Regions from separate parts of the Mus musculus genome. Here region 2 is linked to region 1. A link is a contact called in public HiChIP or PLAC-seq data. All regions are on one chromosome and are shown on one strand. The core of a region is the stretch at or near the end of the contact, and the rest is flanking DNA. Distances in the headings are between cores, read along the strand shown.

The links. HiChIP or PLAC-seq counts read pairs in DNA pulled down with a chosen protein or histone mark.
Region 2: a contact with region 1 is called in an H3K27ac HiChIP or PLAC-seq map of embryonic stem cells, with 2.7 times the contacts expected there. The contact joins the promoter of Prr23a3 here to the promoter of Rbp1 in region 1. A contact is called at or near these places in 5 of 39 promoter capture datasets (embryonic stem cells, liver, pre-B cells and 2 more), 2 of 484 Hi-C or Micro-C datasets (both in embryonic stem cells), 1 of 115 datasets of contacts at active chromatin or transcription factors (embryonic stem cells) and 1 of 9 other capture datasets (embryonic stem cells).

Annotation. Positions count from the first base shown.
Region 1 is chr9:98,418,564-98,424,589 of GRCm38.p6, reverse strand. Rbp1 (retinol binding protein 1, cellular) reads right to left here and starts at 1,629. Exons shown (of 4, transcript NM_011254.5): 1 at 1-1,629. It also overlaps a transcript of Nmnat3 not described here.
Region 2 is chr9:98,861,561-98,866,925 of GRCm38.p6, reverse strand. It overlaps Prr23a3 (proline rich 23A, member 3), which reads right to left and starts at 2,159. Exons shown (of 1, transcript NM_028033.1): 1 at 346-2,159. The coding sequence starts at 1,931. The coding sequence ends at 1,167.

The DNA.
Region 1 (6,026 bases), core at 380-2,879:
GTTGCTTTTGGTCCTAGTTTTTGTGTACCCCCTCCTTACTTCCCTTGAGAGTTCTTCAAACGCCTGGAATTCTCACCGGTACCCCCCTGGGAGTTCTTCAAACGCCTCTTGAGTGTTGAAAACGCGTCTCCTTCAGGTTTGCTAGCGTCATCAAGGAAGAGGCCATTTACAGGCCTTTGTCTAAAGCTCAGCATCCGTGGCCTGGCCAGTTCCTAGGAAGCTGATGTTTTAACTCTAGGGATGAAGAGCAGAGCAACTACCCACAGCTCTCCCAGGAAATGATGCGAAGTTGGTGGTATTAAATATGCACTGGACAAGAAAGCGCTCCAGGTGAACCCATGCACGGTGGTGGTCAGAGACCCAAGGCTTTTTGCGCGTGTGGACTGACACTATTCTGCGGGATCGTGTGGTTCTGTCTTCTTCCAGGAAAGGAAAGCACAGACCTTTTCTGGAATTTACAGTTTGTGGTTTTTTTTTTTTTTCAGTTAATATATTCTGGGCCCTTTCCATACCTGTGCACGGAAAGACTCCCCAGTATTTCTGTAAGCTTCTATTACTAGCTTCAGCTCCTATTTACCTGGGTCGGGGAGGGGGTGGGGGAGGGGGTGGGCGTGTTCCGTGGCTTCTGATCCTTGTTGCCATTGGCAACAGTAGCAGTGAAGACCTTTATCCCTTCTCACCTGCTACCTGTGTGTTACAAAGAGATGACATTCAGTGTCTGACCTTTTGACCTACTAAAGACTAAATATTTCTTTAAATTCCCCCCCTCCCCCCAACAGATCAGAGCCTAGGAGCCTGTGGAATGAGATCTGGTATGCTTTCTTCTCAGTGCAGAACCATGCCTCCCCCAGCTAAATGACTAAAGGGCACACCATCAGGGTAGGCAAGTGTCCTCTGGGAGAAAGGTTGGAATTTTAGCCCTCCTTACTCTCTCAGGGACTCTCTTGCTGAACACCAGGGACTCTCATCCTCAGCCTTATCGAAATGAATCTTAGAAGATTTTCAGTAGCACTGCTGGTCCTGGTCCCCTAAAGTTCTGCAAAGATATCTCCAGATATTTTTAAGTTCTGGGGTTAGAAAACACACACACACACACACACACACACACACACACACACACACACCCACCCTGGTTGAGGGCCACAGTTGGATTCCCATCACAGCCTTGGTCTGTCCTTTGTCTGCTCTGGCATGCTCAGGGCATCCGATTGTTATCTAGATCCTGGCCCTGTGTCCCCTCCCCAGTTAGTACAGAACTCAGGTTGGGCAGTCAAGACTGCCTGTCCCAGGCCTGTGTAAGGTAAAGGTGTGGGAAGCCACTTCTTCAGGCACTTTGGCCCAAATCATCTAGTGTAAGACATTGTGTGAGGGGCAGCCAAGGCACACAGCTTCGTTGTCATCCTGATTCACTGGAATGGAGGTTTGGGTCTCTGGAGGCTTGAAAGCTAAGCAAACGTTTCTTCCACCATCCACTCCCCAACAAGTCCAAAGTCCTTCATCCTCTCCAGCCACTTCCCTTTGTGCCCTGAGATGAACCTCCTGAGATGGTTTATGCCAAAGTCTCATGTAGTGCTTGACACACAGTAGGGACAGTAAGCCCTGGTCTGTTGCTGAGCTGAGAGTGGATCCTTATGTTCTGGACAGAGGTTGCTCCAGGTCTCTGCTATTCATCAGGGAGGACACAGCTCTAGCCACTCCTTCTTCCCCTGACCACTTTGGCCATCTCCTGGTCTCTCGACCTTTACTCTGAGCTGGTTTGCTGAGCACACAGCACACTAGTCAGTTAGTTTACCGTCTCTGCCTGTCTCTTTGTCTAGTGCCCTAAATAGATCCAAGAGCTCCCGCTCTTCTAGATCTCCTAGGAGGCTTTCTGTGGTAGTCGGGGTATCACCTGTGGATGGTGACCCCTTTGTGGGGAAGGGGGCGGTGGTGTATGTGTCAAATGACCCTTTCATAGGGGTGGCCTAAGACCATTGGAAAACACAGATATTTACATTACAATTCACAACAGTAACAAACTTACAGTTATAAAGTAGCAACGAAATGTGATTGTGTGTGGGGGTGGGGTGGGGGGTGGGTTCACCACAACATGAGGAACTGTATTAAAGGGTCGCGGCATTAAGAAGGTTGAGAACCAGTGAGTTAGGCTTTCTCTTGTTGTGATAAAACAAAGGCAACTTATAGAAGGGTTTACTATTGGCTTAGAATGATATGAGTCTGTTGCTGTCGTGTGGGGAGCATGACAGCCTACAGGCAGGAATGGCTCTGGGGCAGTCTTCAATGGGGTATCTATACCACACAGCCCTCCTCCTAAGACTCTGAAGACGGGACAGAAAGACTGTAAGAGCCAGAGGCAGAGGATAACTACACATGTCTCTATCAGGAAGTCAGAGCAGTGGGCACTGAGGATAAAGGTGAAGAGAGGACTTTGAAATGTGAAAGCCTGCCTCCCACACACTCTGCCCATTCATCCTCCAATGATTCAGTACCTCCTGGGGGCGATACCAACCTGGGAACCAGGAAGGTAAACATCTGCAACTACAAGGGTCATAGCTGCTGACTGTTCTTGTTGCAGCATCAGATTGCCTGTGTGGGCTTTAGGGCAGACCCCCTGTTTTGAGTTACTGCAGTGCAAAGCACTCCATGGATGCTGTGGGCACTACGTTGGCTCTCTGTCTGCTGATGCTCCTTCTGCTCACTGGATTCTGTAAGAGCTGGTTTCAAGTGCTCTTCTGTGTGACTCAGGGGTTACCTGTGATGTGTAATCACAGAGAAACAACGGGGGAGAGAACATCAGAGATGGGAGGCCTCTGGGGGGTGCTGGGGATCAAGGAGAGCTCCTTAAAGAAGGTGACTCTTGCTAGAGCTTCAGGTCAGGCAGAATCAAGGGAGTGTCAAGGGGGTCCAGGGGAGGGTGAGCATGGAGTGGGAAGGAAAGAAGAGAGGAGGGGGGAGTTAGGGGACAGTCAGCAAGCAGAGGGAATAAAGGGGCAGGCTTGTTTATGGCAGCCTGCAATAGATACTCCTAACTGGGATTTCTTCATTCCCTGGTCCTAAGAACATGAGTGCCAAGGTCAAGAGCAGCAAGCCAGTGCTTGTGTGTGTACAGTGGGATGCATAGGAGCACGTGGCACTCCTATGTAGTGGTGGCTAGGGAGGAGAGAGAAGCACTGGGGACTTGTGACGGGGCTCAGTTATCCAAACCACAGCAGGGACACATTTGCAGGTCTCAAGGTTAGCTCCCCAGCGCCTTTGAGAGGGCCATTATTCTGCCTGTACCTCTTGGAACAAGAAGAATCTCTGGTGGGTGTGGTGGCTTAGTCCTATAGCCAGAATAGTCAAGAGGCCGAGATGGGAAGATTCCCACCAGTTCAAGACCAGCCTAAGCTATGGTATGAGTGGGAAAAGGAAGAAGAAAAAGAGGAGGAGGAGGAGGAAGGAGGAGAAGAAGGAAGAAGGAAGAAGGAAGAAGAAGGAAGAAGAAAGAAACAAACAAAGAACTTAAACACCCGTTCCAGTGATAAAAAGATAAGCAAACCTGTCACGTGGTCACCTTTTTAAGCTAATAAAGGACATGGGAGTGGGTTTTTAAGGCTGCTTGGAAGGCACAGTAAGAGCAGGCAGTGATCCCTGGGAGAACAAGAGAGATGGAGAAAGATGAGAGGCAACAAGACTGAAGTCCCTGTGCAAAATTAAGGGCTTTTCAGATGCCAAGTGTCTTAATTACACACAGCTGTAGAATTCTGGGTAAGATGAGACTGCTGGGTCTTTGTTTTCATAGGTTACAGAGGCAGGATGTTTGAAGAGAGGATTTTTTTTTTTTTAAAACTTGTTCCAGTCACATAGGTGGAACATGAGGAGTGAGTAGAGTCTGAATTTGTGTCTAGCTCTGTCTGGTTCTGAAGCCCCAGCTCTTAACCACCTGTTATTGTCAGTGAGGTGAGGATCTACGGGGACCCAGGCCTGCTGGATTTGATAAATAAGCTGACAGAAGGGAGTCACAGAGAGGAAATAAGCCTCCCAAGACATCATCAATATGGAAGCAGAAACCGATTCCCGAATGAAGTGAAAACACAGGGCATATATTCTAAGCAGGAAAAAAATCTATAAGCTGTTAAGAATTAATGCACCTTAGTAAGGCTCTGACTAGATTTAAAAAGAACAAATCTTAGCAGAGTGATATTTTTGTGATCTTGGGTTAGAGTTATACAATGGAGGGATGAAAGGGAGACATCTAGTCAGACACACATTGATTTCTAGGATGCACAAGACTGGGCCCTCTGAGGCATTTCTTGGAGTGAATAAAGATCCGCTCGTGCTGACCCACGGCCGGGAGGAGCTGGCCTCGGAGGGATGGACCAAGATTGCACGGAGTTAACCTGAGGCCCCAGGCTGGATAGTGTCTCCTCAGAAGCAGGAGTGGGCAAACATGATTTTAGACAGGCTGCAGAGTGCTCAGGCATCTGAAAAAAATGAGAAGCAAGCCTCAGACTCAAAACAGTGGCCACCTCGCAAAGAGCATATGATCCTTGGCTCTCACTTTCCTGTTCTGCCTCGTAACCGACAGGATCACATGGATTGGACAGAGTTAGGTTTAAACCCTAGATCCACGGTTACCTGTCTGATCGCAGGTAAGTCACCTGGTGTCTCAGAGGTACCACCCTCACAAGGGAGGTTTAAGGAGTCTGACACAAATGTCCTCTGTAAACTCTAGTTTGTTCACGTTCCTCGTCAGTGAAGGCTTTCTGCTGTCAAACCACGGGACGTTCTCCAAAGCCCTCCCTCCATCTGTCTCCTATACTGGGTTGGTGGCTTGTCCCTCATTGCCTTTAGAGCTAAGCCCTATTTTCTTGTATCCTTTATGGTAAATCCTCCTCTTGGACCCATCAACAACTCGTGTGTGTGTGTGTGTGTGTGTGTGTGTGTGTGTCATTTGCATGTGTGCACATTTATATGTGGGCATCCATGCCTGTGTATGTTCCTGTGAAAGCCAGGACTTACCACCTGATTTGGCTCCCTTACCAACACTGTTGGCTTGGTGGCAGGAACTATTCCATGAGATTCTTCTCTCTTTCATGTGTCAGGAGCTGGGGACATGCTTAGGAGCTTAATGTTGAGAGAACTCAGGACTTGTCCAAACTACACAACAAGGATCCTTTTAGCAAACCCTTGTGGACCACTCTCCTGGTTCCCGGAACTGGCTGGTGGCTGAGGCCACTGTGAGTGAGATTCAGTCGTAAGGAAGCTGATGTCTAGTAGAAGACAGGGATGTAAAAGCGTCCTTCAAGCTTAGTGTTCGGACATGGAAACCAAGGTATTTCTCTGACCCAGAGCTGGGGTTGGTTGCTCCAAGATAGAATACCACTCAATGTAGGAAAACCAGAACTTCAGGGAAAATGGGTAAGTGTGGCTCAGCCTTAGGTTTGGTGGTAACAAGTTACCTGCATCCCATCCTGGAGGAAATGGAGGAGACACTAAGTACGTAAACATAGAAATTCCTCCAAGACACAGATGGCAGGCCCTTGAGTAATCGTCTTCTCACAGAAACGTGAGCATGAGCGGTTATATTCATACACAAGACAACTTTGATCACCACGGTTGCTTTAAGCACTATAAGAAAAGGCACAGTGAAGGAGGCAGGAAGAAAAGTCGGCCCTGCTACTCCTTCCTAGGTGGAGCCATGTAGGATGAGGGGGTGCTTTCCACATTGGGGAACAAGAGGGAATTAAGCCCAGACTTCAATGTACAACTCAATACTAAGCAGAGCCTCCAGCCTCTTGTCTCCAGGTTCGTGACCTGACTGAGCCCTGGATCTTCACCCCCCCCCCACCTCCGTGACCACAAAGCAGCTCCCATCATAACTCCTAGCCTCAGCAGTGCAGCACAGAAAGATTTTGTTTGCTGGAACAGAACCAGGACTCTAGGTTAGTAATTAATGTGTGTGGGTGAAACCTAACCATGGGCAAATCTCAACAGGCCCCGTCGTCTGGCCAGTGCCTTTGGCTGAGAGACCTGGACCTAGCCTG
Region 2 (5,365 bases), core at 910-3,409, 440 kb before region 1:
AATAACCTTAGCTTCTAGGGTGGCTCCTGTGGAGGACTTCATTTTCAAGGTGGGTCTGGGCTACAGAATGAGTTTAAAGCTAACCCAAGCAGCTTAGTGAGACCCTGTCTCAAAATAAAGAGTAAGTAAGGAGAGAGCTAGGGATGTACATGTATTTGAGCGCTTGCCCAGTATGTGTGAGATCCTAGGTTAAATCTGTATTAATGCAAAAAGAAATTAAAAGCAGATTAGTAGTAGCAAGATAAAAATTGAGGTTAGCCTGAGAACAAAGAGGGAATTTGGTAAAATAGGTTGACAAAACTGAACAGCTAAAAGCTGAACAGCTATGATTTTTGACTCACCTTTACCAGGGACATTTATTTTATTTTTATAAAACAAGATAAATATGACCATTGCATACAAAACATTACAAATTAGGTTTATAAGAGCAAAAATTGGTTCAGAATTTAAAACAAAACAATAACGTGGAATAATAGTAATGTAAACATTTTCCACCAGTTTAGGTGAAATCTTGAAGCGAATGTACTATAAAAAGAAACCCAAGCCTGGCAGAGTGGCGCAAGACTTCGATCCCAGCACTTGGGAGGCAGAGGCAGGTAGATCTCTGCGAGTTCAAGACCAGCCTCTATTACATAGTTCTAAGAAAGCCACAGATTTCTAATGAGATCCTGACTAATCACAAACTAAACAAAGATTAAAAAACAAAGAAAACAAATGCATATCCCAGCGCATGCTGAAAACAGCCGGCAAACTTCACCATGAATCACACTTACAATGAAGGAACTGAAATGGGAGACTATTCCAAGGAGCTTTGGAGATGGCTTTGAACCCTGTACATGCAAGTGAGGTAACCATTATAGCACATGATGGTGTTGGGTAGTTTTCTAGGAGAGTAGCCCGGAACAACAGAGAGGTAGATAAGTCGTGTCCAAATCCTCAAAAATTCACGGGAAAACACTAAAGGCCACCAAGAACTTAAGACACCTACTAATTTCTTTGTTAGAGAAGAAACAGGTGTTGGGGATTTTACCACTTGAATTTCTAGGAACTTTTAGGGCCTCGGGAAGAGTCCTTTGGGTCAGCAAGGCTTTAATTCTAACATCATGGGGCCTAAGTGCCTTGCAACTAGGGGTAGAGAAGCCCCTCAAAGATTTGTGCAGGGCAGTTCATTCATAGACCAGTCGCTTCCGGGCCCTGCGAGGAGCCCGGGGAGAGCATGGAGGGCATGGCGGAAGCTGCTCTTGGGGATTCCGGGAAGGAGATGGAGGCAGAGGCTGCAGTGGTGAGCCAGGGAAGGGTCCCAGCATGTTGATGTCCAGTTCCCAGATGAACCTAGGAGAATATTGCTCTGCTCCAGTGGAAGGCCCTGGGACTTGGTCCTGAGACAAAGGACTGGGCACCCCTGGGATGGAGGAAAAGTTCCCATTGGCCTGATCATCTGGAGGGCTAGCCCAGTGCTCCAGAAATTCCAAGTCTGCATCCTCATCACAGACATCCTCTTGGTAGAAGTACTCACAGAAAGTTTCCTCCTGGAGACCGACTAGATGATCCTGGGGCCCGTCCTGGGCAGCGGCTCCCTGCGGGCTGATGGCCACGAATCCAGGCTGTCCAAAATGGGTGGAGTCTTGGAGCCCCTCGGGGACCAGGAGGATGGTGTGTCCTTGGAGCGACACTTGCAGTACCGAGGTGGGCTCTGGCTCCAGCAGCAGGTCGACGCCGTCCAGGGGCAACTGCAGGGCAGAGCCGGCGGCCAGGAACACCACGGAGGTGGTGGGCTCGGCGGGCGCTTCCAACTCGGGCTGAGCCAGGGGCTCTGGGCACGCGGGCTCCTGGTGGAGGCGGCGGCGCTTGGCAGGGCTGGGTGCTGGTGTCTGCGGTGACCAGCAGGGCGCGGGGTCGGCGCTGGGGCTGCGGGGCCTGGTGCGCAGCATGATGGACGGCTCTGTGGGGCTGGAGAGGCGCGGGTGCGGGGTGCAGAGCGGGCAGGTGCGACGGCGCGGGCGGAGCGGCTACAGTCTCGTGCTCTGCAGCTCTGCGCTTGGCCTAGTGGATATTGCGTACGCAAGGTGGGTCACTTACTAGATGCCAATCAATTTTCAGAAGATGAACCGGAACCCAAGTTCAGACGGAAAAGGTCAGGTTAGGCTGCACCTCTGGAAGCGGGAGTCCTGGAGGCTCCGCCCCAGGAGTGTCAGGCTGGCCAATAGACTTGGCTGTAGTTGGGAAATACATTTTTTGACCTATAGGAGGCAGAACTGGTTGCGCAGTTTGTCTCACCCGGAATAGAATTTCAAGATGGCTCAAGATTAGAACTTCTACGGTTTCGGGCATTCTAAAAATCACTGAGAAACTTGCACCATCCCACCAAACCACACTCCGTTAAATGCCACGGGAAATTGCTTTAGCGCGGTTTAGAGAATGGGTTACTAGGTAGTCCGGGCGGATGTGAGTAGTCACACCTGAAATCGTCTTTGTCCCACTCATAAATCCCGGGTTCTAGGGCCTAGGTAAAGGAACTCTGAGGCAAAGACGAGCTGCTGAGTGGCATATGGGCTCAAAACCAAACCAAACTACACCAAAACAAGTCTGGTCCAGAGAGGGTTCAACAGAACTCTCTCTCGTTGCCTAGCCTGATTGATGAACTGAATTTGATCTCAGTCTTACATGGTGACACTGTGGCACACACATTCACATAAATAAACGTAATAAAAAATATTAAAAAGAAAAATCAAAAGTAAAAATGCGCGGGGGGGGGGGTGCGTAGAAAAAAGGGTCTTTTGTATGCTATGCATCCCGGACTTCTTATCTAGAAGACTGACTTTGAACTTTTTGTTTGTTTGTTTGTTTTTGTTGTTGTTGTTGTTTTCGAGACAGGGAGTTTTTAAAAAAAAGATTTACTGTAGCTGTCTTCAGACACTTTTTCTTCTCTCTCAGTCCAAAGATTTGTTTATTTATTATCTCTAAGTACACTGTAGCTGTCTTCAAACACCCCAGAAGAGGGCATCAGATCTCATTACAGATGATTGTGAGCCACCATGGGATTTGAACTCAGGACCTCTGGAAGAGTAGTCAGTGCTCTTAACCGCTGAGCCATCTCTCCAGCCTGACTTTGAACTTTTAACCTTCTGCCTTGGACTCCCAAGTACTGAGATCATAGCCGTGTACCACAAGTGGATTTATGCCATGCCTGGAGTTAAATACAGCCAGGGCTTTCTTATATCACTTGCATGCTCTGCTCATGGAGGCCAGAAGAGGGCACTAGATCCCCCTGCAACTGGAGCTACATATAGTTGTGAGCCTAGGTCAGGGTGTTGGAAATCAAACCTGAGACTGCTGGAATATCAACAAGCACTCTTCATGGCTGAGGCGTCTCTCCAGCTCCCTTCCTCCCCCTTTAAAAAACTGTATTATTATTTGTGTGTGTATGAATTCATGTAAATGCTTTTTTGCATCATTTCTACCCCCTTTTCTCCCTTGTGTTTTTCTCAAATTTATGACCTCTTCTTTAATTGTTACATATGTTTCTTTATATGTATATATAAATGCAGTCTGCTGATTCTCTTTAGTGTTGATTCTATGCTTGTTTGTTGAGGGCTGATCCTATGGGCCTCATACCTGAAGACTGATTCTCTCTCAGCAGCTAGTTTCTGCCTACAGTTCTTCATCCCTGTCATCCCTCATCCACATTGGCATGGCAACTGGTGTTTTCACTGTGCAGGCTTTCTTTAGGTGACCGTATTTTTTGAGATTTCATGGGTGTAGCATTCTTGTCATATATAGAAGACACTATCTCATAGCAGGTGACCTGGTTGCTTTATTTATTTACTTACTTATTTAAGGCTAGGCAGTGTTTCACCATGTATTACTCAGTGTATAGATCATTCTGGCTGCTCAGCATACACAGAGCCACAGCAGCCAATGAGATCCATTTACCTCTGAATCCCAAGTGCTGGGATTAAAGGTATGCAGCACCGAACCCACCTGGCTCTTAGAATCTTTCTGTACCCTCTTTCACGGTGTGTCCTGAGCTTTCATTGTTGGAGTTGTACTGTGTATCTCTGCTGCAAGATGCTTCTTTGATAAGGGGTGAGAGTGACATTCATCTGTGGATAAAGGTTCATATGTGGAGTGCAACCAGAAGTTGTACTCCTAGAGGAAAGTGGCTGTCCACTAGGTTGTCTTCTTGGGTCCATTAGCCATGGTCAGTTGTCAAGGTTCACAGTATTGGGTATGAAGTTCCTCACATCCAGCAGGTTTGAAGTGCAATTAGACAGCTGTTGATTGCTCCCAAGATACAAATGTCATTATTATACCCACTGGGGCCACCTTGCCATGTTGGTCTTTGTTATGGCTCATAGACTCTACAGCTGCTTAGAACTACTGATTGCTTTTCTCCGTTGCAAGCTTGCACAGCAATTTTGGATGCCTTGAAAGCCAGCTCTTAAGGAGGAGGCTTCCAGGTTAGCTGCAGCTCGACTCCTGTGTCCAAAATGTGTGGACATTTTTTAGCAATCACGTCTCACCTTCAGGTTCTGGAAGGTAACCCAGGGCAGTAGCAATAGCCTATGCTATTTTGAGAGTTTCCTCCATTCCCCTCACCAACAATGTGAAGGGAGGTTTCCTATGCTTGGTGCTGGGTTTGGTCTATGGCTATCTGTAGTTATTCTTCTGAGCTAATTCAATTAACTTCTGCTCTTCGGGATTTAGCATATTCTGACCAATATGTGCAATTCGTACCCAAAGAACTGTACATTCTTAGCCAACTATAGTATCTCACACCTATAATCCCAACAGGTGGAAGGAAGGCTGTTGGCAGAAAATTTATTAGACCCTTATTAGGCTGTCAACTCTAAGGCCAGTGTAAGCTAAGAAAAGTCTCTAAATATTGATTACAGGAAATTTAGTTTTTAATGTAGTTTAGGCCATAAGTTTAAATTCCACAGTTTCCTGAATGCCTGGACCCTATGGGGTCTAGTCATCTTTAGAGGCAGTTGACATGGTGGTAGTTAGATCCCTGGAAGAACTGTTGGGGAAAGGCAGGACAAAGAGAACTGAACAGAGGAGTGATGGAGGGCGGGTAGTGAGGTCATGACTCTAAGAGAACTGACTGCCTCTAAACCAGTGCAATTCCTAACTGCATTCTAAATATTTACCCTATACTCACAGATAGAAACGCAGACACTCATCAAAGAAACATCTCTTGGCAACAGATGGAGATTGTTAAAGAAAAACAACACCACACAAAAAGCAAAGAAGGAGTGATCCTGATGTGCCCACACAACTGATACATCTACAACCCACCCAGCTCCTGCGCCTACAGCCTGGGGAACCCAGCAGGAGGTGGAAAGATTGTAACAGTCAGAGG